Regions from separate parts of the Mus musculus genome. Here regions 1, 2 and 3 are each linked to region 4. Evidence: chromatin contacts called from public ChIA-PET, Micro-C and promoter capture Hi-C data. All regions are on one chromosome and are shown on one strand. Each heading gives the region's core, a stretch centred on a gene start, on an enhancer-like site or on the middle of the called end of the contact. The rest is flanking DNA. Distances are from core to core; before and after follow the strand shown.

Region 1 (3,418 bases), core at 650-3,149, 240 kb before region 4:
TCTCAGGCTCAGCTGCCATATCTACAAAACAGAAATGAAGCCACTTCACCTCCCACAATGTGAGGAGACCCAGCCAAAGGGCCATTAACATCTGGGTCCTCCCCAAATGTCACCCATAATCACCAGATAGACCATTGCTGATCCATCTTAGAAGAAAGGAAGCTGTATAGAGAGTCCTGGGCCTTGGTGCTTTTGTTTTTATTATAATTTCATTTTTGTTTGTTTTGGTTTTGAGATAAGATCTAACTAACTCTGGCTGGCCTGGAACTGGTTATGTAAACCAGGCTGGTCTAGAACTCACTGAGATCCTCCTGCCTCTGCCTTCCAAAGGCTGGAATTAAAGGTACAAGCCAGCACTTACTCCCTGCGTACTGTAATTCATTTAGTACCAGAAATAGCTACCTTTACCTCTGGTTAATACAGTGACTTTTGTCTGTCAGTCGGGGCAGCTGCTTCCTACCTGGTCATTATAGAAGCAATAAGAAAAAGGTATCAGACCACAAACATTATTCTGGCAACAGCCAGATCACCTCCCTGCCAACTCTGTCCCATTCATACGAGACATCTGGAGGGCTGTCCTTCCTAGACTGGAGAGAGGCACCTGCTTTATCTAAAGAGTTGGAAGGATTTTGGTCCCTGGGTTAGGCCACTGATTTACAGTCAGTAGAAATTCTCCTTCATAAATCTCTCTTCAATTTGACATTCCCCCTCCCCTTTTTTCCCTTCACAGCGATGGCTTGGAGCCTCACCAACTTACAGCTAACTCTGGATCATGTCTGTCTGTACCTAATATATAGAATGGCGTCTTGTCTCTGCTAAATCTCCAGCCTCAAGGTTTCTTCCTGAGGCCAGCTCTTAACAGCCTGCCCCACACTCTAGAGCCCACCTTTTATTTACACCAAACCAATTAGGAGTTTGCTATCTTAGGCATAATTCCCTAGGGTTTGATCAGATACATTCATTTCAGGAAAATTTTTATCAGAAAGGAACATCTTTTTTTAAAATCAGGTATATATAGTGGCTATTCCTGATTGTCAACTTGACTATATCTGGAATGAACTACAATCCAGAATTGGAAGGTTCACCTGTGATCCTAATCTGGAGACTGGGAGATACAAGTTTCTGACCTGGATCTTGGCATGGAGATCTTGAGGCCTAGTGACTATGAATTCCAGAAGATTAAGACAGGGAGACCTCTGAGTTTAAGGTCATCTGGGACAAAGCAAGTCCCAGATCCAGGCACACACTTTTAATCTGAGCCACACCTTCTGATGGAGACCTACATAAGGACATTGGAAGAAGGAAGATTAGCTCTTCTTTGCCCTGCTTGCCTTGTGGGACTGAGCTAGATCCTTGGACTGACATTCACAGCTGCTGTTGACCATTGTTGGGGAGTTGGACTACAGACTGTAAGTCATCTACAAATTCCCTCACTATATAGAGACTACCCATAAGTTCTGTGACTAGAGAACCCTGACTAATACAAGATAACTCAGATTTTGAATCAACCTCTCACAGTCTAGGGAAAACAAAGTTAAATTACTGTAGGTTGCCAGAGGATGAGGGGTCTGTATAGAGGGAAGAGGATAATGAACTTGCATATTTACAAACAGCCCCATGGGGGCTGAAGACAGGGGTGGCTAAGAGAACTTTTGCTCTGGGTTCCCAGAGGATGCGACGCTCTCTTCTGCCTTTGAGTGTCCCCATCTCACAGCGTGCCACTAGCTCTAACTCTCTGGGAACTAAGCTAACAGGTAGCATCCCGCCGTTGTAGCCACAACCAAGGCTCTCCCTAGAGTACCGACGTATTCCTTAAAGCCCAGGTCACTGCTCATGTAATGCCCCTTCCCGGCCGCCGTCCAGTTCCATAAACACAGGGCTCCTTCCCCACCCCTCCTCTTTAGCCTTGCGGGGCGGTCTGCGCAGGCGCACTGGGTCGTACCGAAGCCCCGCCCCCCGAGCCCGGGTAACGGCGTGCGGAGTTTGAGCTTGGCGAGCAGCTGGACAACGAGCGAGTAAGTCGGGGCTTCGCGACGGCGGCTGGCGAGGGTCAAGTTTCCTTGGGAGGAGAGCGGTGAGGGAGGGGTCTGAGAGCGATTAGAACGCGGCGAGCGGGCAGATGACGCGGTGGCTGGGAACGCGGCGAGCACCGGGAAACTTGTGTCCAGTGAGGGGCTTGTGCTGGGCGTGCTGAACCTAGATTTCCAGATCGCCGGTTCCCAGCTCGGACACTGTTAGCGAGGCTAGAGCCAGAGTTCTAGGGAAAATAAACAAGCCACCATCAAAAACTGGGAGAGATCAGGAACAAACTTTGTCTAGGGATGGGGAGCGGACGGGGCCCATCACGGGGACAAGACAGGACAAGCGACTGTGTTGTAGCCCGAGGCCCTGAGCCCGCACTCGCCTCGCCCAGGGGATTAAAGTCCAACGGGATTTCTGTGTGGGCGTTTTAAAGTTTTTCGTGATTCATTCACCACTTACTTATTTAACCTTCAATGAAGTATCAAGGCAAATGCTATTTTTATGATAGAGGTACGAACCTGGACAGAGAAATCCGGCGATGGCTTCCAAAACAGAATCAAGAGTTGGGGGTACAGAGGCTGGGGATGTAGCTCAGTGGGAGAACCTTTAAGCCACGAGGAAAGCAGGAAAGCGAGGAAAGCAGGAAAGCGTCATCATCCAAGATCTGAAAGTAAGAGAGAGAGGCTGGTGTGTTTTAGTCACTTAAGATGCCTTTACTACTCTGAAAGTGCCCAGGAAGAGGAGTGGGTTGGCAGTAGAGGCAGACATGAGGGAATTCAAAGCGCTGCATTTAGTCAGCAGAATCCACAGGACTGGAAGAAATGGGCTGTAAGAGAAAAGTGCACGTGAGGCTGGGATGTCAGGGTGAGACTCATTAGAGGAGGACCGCCCCAGGGAGCAGGAGGAGTGTTCTAGATTGAAAACCAGGAAAGAACTTGCTGTGTAAATACAAACTTGAGTGTCACCAGCCAAACAAGTCACAGAACAGTTAAATCTGTAGAAAGGAAAACAAGGGGCCCAGTTAGCATTGTCTAGTTATTACTAGTATAGTGTTTTTGTTCATGAATATGCATGGACACCCAAACACTGGTGTGTGTGTGTGTGTGTGTGTATGTATGTGTGTGTGTGAGATGCAGATGTGCTGTCAGTGTTTGTATGTGAGGGTGCCCTGAGCATCAGGTGTCTTCCCTGATCAGTGCACTTCCTCTCTGCACCTCTGGGATTATAGCCTGCTCACTATCTGCCCAGGATTTATGTGCATAATTGGGGGTCTGAGCTCTTTACCTGCTAGCCCCCTCCTTCGCCCTCTACCTTATTTTTTTTGTTTTTAAAGACAGGGCCTTACTGAACCTGGAGCTCACTCGCATTCACTAACCAGCAAGCTGCAAATGTCCAG
Region 2 (3,414 bases), core at 763-3,262, 220 kb after region 4:
AAGTACTTCAGGCGGCCTCACCTCCCAATGCTTCTGAGAGCTAAATAAACTTGGGCCTTGTGTGTGGTAAACAAGCACTCTACCAACTGAGCTGAAAACTCTACTTTCAAAAATCTCTCCTGGTCCAGCAAAATAGCTCAGCAAGGAAAGTCACTTGCTATGCAAGCCTGATGACCTGAGTGTGAACCCTAGAACACACAGGAAAGAGGAAACACTCTTGACTTCCAACTCAAGTCATGGTGTGCGCATGCACACATACACACACACAAATAAACAAATCTCAAAACTTCTCCCGAGCCCACTCTGTTGGTTAAGCACCTATAATCCCAGCACTTGGGAGGGAGAGGCAGGAAGACAGAATGACGTTTGATGCCAGCCTAGGTTTACACACAGTGTGTTCTAGTCCAGTCAGCGATACAGAGCAAATCATGTCTCAAAACAAAAACAAAAAAATTAAAAGCTCTTGTAATTACACTAATGGCCAAACCTTGGGACCATGGATCAGTCTGTCTCTTAAGTAAATCTTTGTTGTTGTTTTGTTTGTTTGTTTGTTTGTTTTAAAGAATGTAGAATTTACTCTAGAATACAGTAAAAAGTATTAGGCACTTGCTTTTGGATTCATAGTATATATATCCTTGTTGACATCTGAAGTTTGAATTCCTGAACTCACACATACAAAGTATATTCACTGTTCAAAAGAAAATTTCAATCTTTTTTAAACCTGCAAAATTAAGCCTTAGGTAACCCTGTGATACACAAGGCTGAATCTCAAACTTGCCCCCAAAAGACTTTATTTCAGATGAGAACCAAGCCCTCTGCCAATCCTGGGAGTGAACATACACAGCCTTTACCTACTTTCTTAAGATAAGGATACAGGAGAACCACCCACTTAAGAGAATGATGATGGGTGGCTAGATGGTGTTCTGTCAACTGTGAAGAAGAAAACCTCCCTCTTCTCCCCACTGCCCCCTTTAGAACAAGTTCACTGCAGCTTAAAGAGGAACAGAAGTCTCAACAGGATTAGGATTCTAACACAGCCAAGAAAACAAGCGAGTGGGGAACTGTGAATTTGGGGTACTTTGCAAGTCACCTGGTCACATCTCTAACTTTAGGCCCAATGCCTACTTCGGGTGCACTGACCCTTATATATTTTTTTTCTCTCTTGAAGTTGCAGCCGGGAACTATGTCTCAAAACTCAAGTCTTCTATTTAAAAGTCCTGCCCTCATTGGGCTTCCACCTTTCAAATGCGCTCACCTCTACTTTTTTCTTTGCTCAAGAAAAGTACGCTCTCGGTAGAAAGGGCTGTGACAGCTCCACGTCTGCAAAAGTCGGTGGCGCCGGCCTGGGCCGGGACCACCATGAGTGGGGACAATGGAGGGAGGAGGGAAGTACAAGACAGAAGGGGAAGCAGTCACTGGGGAAGGTCCTCTGCGAGTGGGAGCTTGGAAAAGTCTCGGGGGGAGCCTGCCAGGTGGCAGGTGGGCCCGGCCGCCGCCCCTCAAAGGGCCACGTCGCGCGGGCGGGCCGCTGCCACCGGGCCCCGCGCGTAGGCCGGGCCGCGGGAGAGGAACCCCCGGGCGCGGCAGCGGGGCGCGGGGCTGGACCCTGCCCACGTCCGCCGCGGCTCGGCTCTCTCCCAACTTGGGGCTCGCGGGCCTACAGGCTCCGGACGCCTAGGCCAAGCACTAGCAGTTCGGCTCGACCTGCTGACCCACCCGCCACTCGGCTCGGGCCACCAGCCGGCTCTCCGGGCGCCCCCCACGGACACCGGCTGCGGGAAGAGCAGCCCCGGCTCTAGGTCCAGACTCGAGCGCCACACTCCTCTACCCTTCGCATTCCCCATGCCTTTTCATCCAAACTCCCTCCAAGCCACAGAAATGACCCCAGTCTGCCTGCGCGTGTTTACCGGGACTCGGGGCGGCGACGACTCCTCAGTCCCTCCGCTAAGATGGCAGCCGGTCCCGAGCCCCGACTACAGCGACTAGAGCTACTTCACACCTAGTGCGCAGGCGCGGCCTCCTCGGCGCAGTCCGGACTACAGGCCCCAGCAGGCCTTGCGCGCCAGCCTCCTAAATCATTTTTCCTCACCTCCAGGTGAAGTGGACACTAAGCCTTGCTCTCTACATCTCCAAGGCTTTTTTCTTTTCTTCCTTCCTTTCTCCTTTCCTTTCTCCCTTCTTTCCTTTCTTCTTTCGTTCCTTCCTTTTGACCCCTTCTTCCCCGCCAGGACCTCTAAAGACTGTTACCAAATGCTAGCGTGTCTCAGAATCACTTGAACAGCTTTTAAAAACAGACTGCTGAGCTCCACCGCCAGTTTCTGACTCAGTAGATCTGGGATGGAATAGGGGTTGCTTTATAATCTGCATTTTTATCAAGTTCTCTCCTGATACTCCTAACAGCAGGAATCACAATTTATGAAGCACTGTGCCGGTTCTATCCTTCTGGAGTTACACTGTTTGGGTTCAAATTCTCCTTTCTCCACCTTTTGACAGGAAGTTCTTAGGAGGGTGACAGCTTGACAGCGCCAAGGCGGCATGAGTTATAAAAACTGAAAAGCATACTTCTAAACGTTTACAACAAAACTATGTGAAAGATGCCATTGGTTACCTTTTCAGATGCTTAAATTAAACTTCTTAACCCAGGCAAAACACATCTAATCCTACCGAATTAATAGGCTGTGCAGTGGTAATAATAGAGGCACGTGATAATTAGCAAACTTTGCTATTATTGTTTATCCTGTTTCCTCGTAAGGAAACTATCTAGAAAGTCACTTAAACTTTTCGAAATACCTTTGAAACTACCATATTATGAATTATGTGCTGAGTTTATTAAACAAAAAAGATTCTGAGTTGGGAGGATGGTTCAGTGGGTAAAGGCTCTTGCCATGCAAGCACAAGGATGTTTGAAACCCCAGCATTCATATAAAAGCTGGCACCAACGGACCCCTAACAGTGGTGGGCAGACATAGGAGCTCCCTAGTCAACGCCCTAGACCACACAGCAAGCTTCAGGTTCCATTAGAAGACAGAGACAAATGGATCTCTGTGGGTTCAAGGCTAGCCATGTCCAAATATCTTGAGAGTTCTAGACCAACCGAGGTTACGTGGTGAAACCCTGGGTTTGGGTTTTTGGGATTTTGTTTTTGTTTTTTAGTTTTGGTTTGGTGTGTTTAAGTATTTAAAAGTTCTTCTGCACTTCCAGCCAATGTTTGCCACATTAGGGATTAAGCTGTAAGAGTTGGCTCAAGATGTAACTCACTAGTAGATACTTACATAGCATTGATGAGGCCCAAGATTTTATCCCCAATATTGAGAGAGTGGTGTGCTCTAGGAGAATCTGGGTTGGTTTCTTGTTTCGTTTTGTTTTGTTTTTTAAACTAGCATCCCAGATGATTCTTGTCACTGGGCATACTAT
Region 3 (3,217 bases), core at 427-2,926, 200 kb before region 4:
GGGCTGCTTGAACACCTGGGGAATATAGAAGGTACATTGATCGCATCTTCTAGGCTGTCTCACAGGAAGACAAACATAGCATTGTTAAACATGCAGGAAATATCCTAAATGCCGCCCCTGAGAGGTAATGCAAAGTATAGGCTTTGGGAATAGGTGAGCCTGGCTTAGAAGGCCGATTCTATATGGCCTCAGGTAAGTCACTTTGTTTCTCTGAACTTCAGGACCTTCATCTGTAAATAACAAATCCTAAGGATTAAATTACTAGTATGTGAAAAATTGTCTAGCACAGTGTTCTGTGAGTAACAAATATCTAGAAAATTTGAGTTTCTTTTGGGTAATTAGGAAAGCAGGTTCAATTAGGTACAAACAAATCATATAAAATGGAAGCTATATTAGTGAATAAATAATTTCTAATCAAAAGAATTCTGTGCCAGCAGAATTCTAGATTGAGTTAGAAAGCTTAGATTCCTGCCTTTGTTACTAATGTGATTTTGGAAAAGGGAAATGAGATTGAGATCTGACAGGTACTAGCCACAAAGACAGCAGCAGCTAACATTTAAGAACACTAACTATGCAGTTCCAGACTAACCCTTTTGTATGGATTATCTAATTTAATAAAATGTAGGAGATAAAAGTACTATTTTTTAAAGACTTAAATTACATTCAAAGACAATAGGTAACAGCTTATCTGAAGTCACAGAAAATCAGGGTCTGAATACAGGCAGGCTGACTCCAGAGCCTACATGATTAGTCTTTAAGGTACAAAGACTCTTTTTTCTAAAAATGGACATCAAGGGAAGGATTAAGACTAAGTTCTCCTGACTCCAAAAATTTATCATCACGAATCTTGGGTGTTTCTCAGCAGAGGACAAACTCTCAACAGTATTAGCAACTACCAGGGAAGATAAGGTTATAAACTCTAAAACAAAGTATCCTTAGCAGATGCTTTCTTCTCCCAAAGATGCCAGATTCTCACCAGATAACCTTCAGCTTCCCCTTCCAGCTCCTCCCCGGACTCATTCAGGATTGCAGGCGCTACACCGAAGAATGGGAAAGACTGAAAGCAAATGAGAGGCGCAATCCAAGAAGGAAAAATGAGGCAACTCTGTCTCAGCTTCACACAGAGCCCCAGAGCCCCAAATTCCTCCCAGCTCTCAGGCCAGAACCCTACTCTAATAGGCTAACACCCCCACATCCTATCCCTGCCAAGCCTAGGACCAGAAGAAGCACTTTACTCACAGCAGAACCAGGTTTCATGGGTGTGGCGCCAGGGAGAGGGGTCAGCATATGGCCACCCTGTGGAAGTCAGAGGTCAGGAATTGAATCTCTTTTCCTACACTGTCCCTAATCCCTAGCCTCCTGAATCCCTTACTCACTGTTTCTGTTTGCCAGAAGGTGTCTACAATGGGGCAGCGCTGGGAACCTACTACCCGGTGGTACCATAGCCAGGCTTCAGGGTTGATGGGTTCACCTACTGTGCCCAGCACCTGCAGGGATGCCCGGCTATGCCTTGAGCAGGAGAGTGGAAGAGAGGAAAATTCTGAGAACCACTAGGAGCCAAAATGCACATGCAGTCAGAGTTCCTTTGCCCCTCCCCTATCCCAGGAAGTTGGGACAATAGAAGAAAACATCACAAAGGACCGTGCTCAGCTCTGAAGGACACCTATGGGACAACAGATGGGGAAGGGTCTTACTTGGTGACAGGATCATCTCCAAACTTCATGAGCATCCGGATGGCTGTTGGTGCCGTGTAGAACTTGGTCACCTTGTATTTGTCCACAATGCTCCACAAGCGCCCTTCATCTGGGTATGTGGGGATCCCCTCAAACTGACCCGAATGAGATCTGGTTATTTTGGGCTCTTCCCAATAGTCTTTCCATTCCCTACCACTCCCTCACGTTCAGGATTCACCCTTTATGACCAACTGTATCTTTACCCTCTGACCACACAAGTCAAGAAACATCGTAGTAGGATACACAACCCCTCAAAATTCCTCTTTCTCCAGGAAGTGGGTTCCTGTATAAGTTTCCCTTCTTTAGACTAAGAAGCTTTGGGAAATGGTCACCCAGGAGAATTTTGTCTATGCCCAGCTCCCATCTCACCAAAACACTAGTGGCACCATTAGCCAGTGGCCCATAGGTGACATAGGAATGACCAGTGATCCAGCCGATGTCTGCTGTGCACCAGAACACATCTTCCGGGTGGAAATCAAACACATACTTGAAAGTTGTAGCCACATAGAGCATATAGCCTCCAATTGTGTGCACCACACCCTGTGGGGAGAATGGGGCCTCAGGCTGGGGTTGTGTGTCCTCCTCTACTGACCAACAAATAGAGCCTGCACAGAGCTGGAAAAAGATCCTTCTTAAAGATTTTAATTTTTCCAATGCCCTTTCACAGCATCTGTCTCGCTTCAATCTCCTTTACCACACCCTGATGTCACATAAGTATACTGAGCACTCACATTCTTAGGTTGTGTATCTGAGTCACCCATTATCACTCGAATTCCCAGTACTCATTCTACTGTTTCTGTTGGTCACTCCAAGCTTCCTTGGAGACTCGCTTCTCACCTTTACATACACACATGCACACACACACACACACACACACTTGCCTTAGGTTTGCCTGTGGAGCCACTGGTGTACAAGATGAAGAGTGGGTCCTCAGCATCACACCACTCAGGCTCACACTCGTCTCCTGCCTGCTGCATGAGTTCATGCCACCATAAGTCAACCCCTTCGTTCCAGCAGATCTGGGGGAAGACAGGAATGGGCAGGGAAGAACTGTGAGGCAGGGACAGCCTACCTGGTACCTGGAGGTTAAGGCCCTACATGTAGGGGTAAAGGAAAGGGAGGGGCCTTCATGGGTACAATGGGGCAGAGAGAACTGATCACTCTGCCATTCTCGCTCTTCCTCTACCCCAGACTCCTGCTTACCTGGCTTACTCTGAAGAATGCCACTTTCTGGCTCCTTCGTGTCTTGCAGCTCTCAGCTCAAATGCTACCTTCTTAGAAGACTCCCCTGAACAGTAGCTGACACCCCCATCCCTCCTGTTGTTATTATTCATCACACCTGGTTTATTCCCTACAACACATATTTTCAGGTATTTTCTTCTTGATTATTATTTTCCCCAACTAGTCAGGGACCTCTAGGAAGGTGGTGGCATAGCTGTATTTCCCCCACAGCCTTAGCACCTAGTAATGTATTCGACACTCAA
Region 4 (3,333 bases), core at 833-3,332:
CGGACCTCCATATCCTACCTCTGCCACCAAAAATAAAAATATCTTTAAAAAAAGAAAAAAAAAAGGATTGCTGGGGCTGGAGAGATGGCTCAGTAGTTAAGAACACTGGCTACTCTTCCAGAAGTGCTGAGTTCAAGTCCCAGCAACCACATGGTGGCTCACAACCATCTGTAACAGAATGTGATGCCCTCTTCTGGTGTGCATGAAAACAGCACTCATATACATAAAATAAATAAATAAATCTTAACAATAACAACAACAACAACAACAACAACAACACACACTTGAAATCACATAGAGATTGCTAGGTCAGCCAGGGAGTACATGACAAGACCCCATCTCAAAACACAGAAATACAAACAAAAAAGGCCAGGTGTGGTGGCACAAGCCGGCCATCTCAATGCTGAGAAGGCAGAGAGAGATAGGAGGATCAGGCTTTCAAAGACATCTTCAGATACACAATGAATTCAAGGCTTGTCTGAGCTATAATAAAGTCCCAGTGTCTAAAAACCAAAATAACTCAAAATGAAAATAAAACTTTCCAATGACACATAGTTTGGATAATCCCCAAATTGTTAACTACAGTCACTTGCCCCTGCCTGCCTCTCATGTGTGTCTCCTTCCGCAAGAGATGTTCTTCTCCTCCTTGGCCCACACTCAGTTTTTCGCTGATCCTCTTATCCTTTTGGTTGTGAGCCTAGCCTTTGAGGGCTGAGCCTTCTCTCCGGCTGTCTTTCCTGATTCTCATTTATATTTGTTGTTTCCTGACTCCGAGGCTGTCCCCTCTGCTTGGAAACCATGAGAAGGCATCCTGCCGTTCTCATCTAAAATGTCACCCTGTTCTGTCACCAGCATTCCTCCCTTCCCCATGGATATTCTCAATTATGCATTTTATTTTATTTTATTTTATTTTTCTAAAAATATAGTTTTTCCTTTTTAACTGGGGTACAGTATGATAACCCAATACAGTATACAAGTAATCATAGGGTAACTGACATATGACTTCAAACATTACTGTGCTAGGAAAAATCAAAAACCTCTACTCCCTATTTTGAAGTATTCAATACTTTTTGTTAACCATGGTCATACAATCGATGCACTGTTCCATTTTCTTCATGGATATAAAAATTTCTTGCATAATTAATTATTATAGCTAATTTTAAAGCACCCATGTAGCACTTTTCATACATAACGACTGTTGGCGCTTATCAACGGGCTCTGTTGGCGCTTATCAACGGGCTCTCCAAACCCCTGACTTGTTATGTTTGCTTATCTCTGAGCTGTACACACTCCCACCTGGAGGGATTTCAAGCTACCAACCTGAACTGAGAAAAGCAAAACTGCATCCTACACAGAATTTGCTGCAGTACATGTCCTGGTTATTATTCTCAACTTCACACAATCTAAGGTCATTTTGGAAGAGGAAACCTCAGTTGAAAAATTGCCTTCCATCAGATTGGTCTGTGAGAAATTGTCTTGATTTTGAAAAATTGATTGATGTGAGAGGGCCCAGTTCATTGTCGGAGGAGGAAGCATCCCTGGGCAGGTGTGCTGGTGTTGTGCATGAAAGCTGTTTGAGCATGAGCAGAAGAGAAAGTCTATAAAAGCAGGGTTCTTCCGCGGTTTTAGCCTCAAGCTCCTGCCTTGAGTTCCTGCTCTGACTCCCTCGGTTAAATAACTTGCTGAAGGTCGCAAAGCTAATAATTAACCACTCCAAAGTGTTTCCTCGCCACACAATATAGTGCCTTGAGGATGGTTGGCGCTCAGTAAATACGAGTGTCGCACTTTTTAAAAATATAAAGGTAAACATTTTAACATTAAAATATTCACACGAGTGAAATTATTTCTTTAAATTTTGCTCACGATCTCAGTAAAATAGGTACAATATTTCTTCACTTCTCTTGCTTGATCAGAGGCGTAGTCCAAACCTTTGCAAAAAGTTTGACACATCCCACTTTCCGTCGACTCGCCGCAGGGCTTTCTGGGAATGGTAGTCCTAAAGTCTGTGTGCTCCAGCAACAGCCACGGCACTCGTTCCACGGAGGTACTACAGTGTGGCGCGCAAGTCTTGAGGCTCTTCCGCATTGCCTGCGCGCCCGCCTCAGTTATCATGGCGGCTCCCTTGGCCCTGGTGCTTGTGGTGGCCGTGACCGTGAGGGCGGCCTTGTTTCGCTCCAGTTTGGCCGAGTTCATTTCCGAGAGGGTGGAGGTGGTGTCCCCACTGAGCTCTTGGAAGAGAGGTGAGGCCACTGACTAGAGTAGGGCGGTCGGCGCTCTGCCAGCCTGTGAATTGAATTGGAGGTGGAGGAGGTGGACACAAGCGCACGGTTCTGTGGAGACTGACCCGCGTCTGGGGGTTCTTTTCGAGCTGAGGGCGGAGCTTTGGTGTGGAGGATGGGGTGTGGAGGAGATGTGGAGTGTGAGCCCCACTACCCTAGGGATGGGTATCCGAGGGGGCGTGTCCCAGTATCCCGAGTCAGGCGGCGGGATCCGCGGAAGGATGGATATCCGAGGGTGATGTGTGCATTGGGACTTGTGAAGTGTTAGCTTTTGACAGTGAGATTGCTGGGGGTGTTCCACCGAGTAGCAGATAGCCGAGCCGGTGACCAGGACCAAGGTAACCAGTGCCTTTGTAAGAAAGGCAGCTGTGTACTTCAGTCACCTATGCCCAATCTAGGATTCCTCGTGAAGTTTTTCTTAGTTTGCTTTTTAAATATATGTATGTATGTGTGTGTGTGTGTGTGTGTGTGTGTGTATTAAACCCTATTGCATACTATCGCCTCCAAGAAGACAGAGATTGAGCTGAAGGAGCCACAGGACAGTAGAGGAGACGAACAAGTTTCTATAGTCACTTCCTTAGTGTCTGACCCTGAGTAAACTGCCTTCCCTTTTCCGGAATGAATGAATGAAGGACCAGGTTTGGGAAAAGATTAGAAAAAAGAGGACTTTAAGGTTGCAAAGGATCAAGAAATACCCGAGGTTGTGAAATATTCAGAGCAGAAAAAGATGTGGGTTAGGTTGGGGCTACAGTTTGATTTATTTATTTATTTATTTATTTATTTATTGTCATTATTACTTGTGTGTGTATGGGCGGGGGTTGTGTGTGCTTGTGGTGTGTGTTCAGAAGCCAAAGGAGGATGTCTGGTGTCTTTCTGTATTACTCTACCCTTTATTTCCTAAGATGGGGTCTACTTGAACTTGAAGCTATTTCAATTGGGCTGTATGCCCCCACCCCCGGGGGTTTCTGCCGGTCTCCACTCCTACAATCCTCCCAATGCTGGAGTTACAGGCATCTCAGGCAATGGTTATTTTGGGTCTTTTGACAGGGGTGCT

The links. Promoter capture Hi-C pulls out the DNA fragments that hold promoters and counts their contacts. Hi-C and Micro-C count contacts between places; a contact is called where the count stands out from the background. ChIA-PET counts read pairs in DNA pulled down with a chosen protein or histone mark.
Region 1: a contact with region 4 is called in a Micro-C map of muscle stem cells, with 4 times the contacts expected there. The contact joins the promoter of Gss here to the promoter of Pigu in region 4. A contact is called at or near these places in 1 of 39 promoter capture datasets (neural stem cells), 1 of 484 Hi-C or Micro-C datasets (muscle stem cells), 5 of 115 datasets of contacts at active chromatin or transcription factors (embryonic stem cells, memory CD8 T cells, microglia and 1 more) and 1 of 9 other capture datasets (adipose tissue).
Region 2: an RNA polymerase II ChIA-PET map of effector CD8 T cells shows a contact between it and region 4, with 16 read pairs. The contact joins the promoter of Itch here to the promoter of Pigu in region 4. A contact is called at or near these places in 2 of 39 promoter capture datasets (hippocampal neurons and macrophages), 1 of 484 Hi-C or Micro-C datasets (CD4 T cells), 5 of 115 datasets of contacts at active chromatin or transcription factors (effector CD8 T cells, embryonic stem cells, memory CD8 T cells and 2 more) and 3 of 9 other capture datasets (adipose tissue, liver and macrophages).
Region 3: a promoter capture Hi-C map of hippocampal neurons shows a contact between it and region 4, with 2.5 times the contacts expected there. The contact joins the promoter of Acss2os here to the promoter of Pigu in region 4. A contact is called at or near these places in 2 of 39 promoter capture datasets (hematopoietic stem and progenitor cells and hippocampal neurons), 2 of 115 datasets of contacts at active chromatin or transcription factors (memory CD8 T cells and pancreatic cancer cells) and 1 of 9 other capture datasets (pancreatic islet).

What each region holds. Positions count from the first base shown.
Region 1 is chr2:155,591,291-155,594,708 of GRCm38.p6, reverse strand. Gss (glutathione synthetase) reads left to right here and starts at 1,899. Exons shown (of 13, transcript NM_008180.2): 1 at 1,899-2,015. It overlaps Gssos2 (a long non-coding RNA gene), which reads right to left. Exons shown (of 5, transcript XR_001783522.2): 4 at 2,541-2,686; 5 at 183-2,257.
Region 2 is chr2:155,132,079-155,135,492 of GRCm38.p6, reverse strand. Itch (itchy, E3 ubiquitin protein ligase) reads right to left here and starts at 2,012. Exons shown (of 25, transcript NM_008395.3): 1 at 1,908-2,012.
Region 3 is chr2:155,555,389-155,558,605 of GRCm38.p6, reverse strand. Acss2os (acyl-CoA synthetase short-chain family member 2, opposite strand) reads left to right here and starts at 1,676. Exons shown (of 4, transcript NR_040613.1): 1 at 1,676-1,807; 2 at 2,986-3,103. Acss2 (acyl-CoA synthetase short-chain family member 2) reads right to left here. Exons shown (of 18, transcript NM_019811.3): 8 at 2,615-2,752; 9 at 2,103-2,273; 10 at 1,695-1,828; 11 at 1,377-1,509; 12 at 1,240-1,296; 13 at 977-1,057; 14 at 1-15.
Region 4 is chr2:155,356,173-155,359,505 of GRCm38.p6, reverse strand. Pigu (phosphatidylinositol glycan anchor biosynthesis, class U) reads left to right here and starts at 2,082. Exons shown (of 12, transcript NM_001004721.1): 1 at 2,082-2,240. The coding sequence starts at 2,111. It overlaps Mir695 (microRNA 695), which reads right to left and starts at 2,689; the gene lies at 2,581-2,689.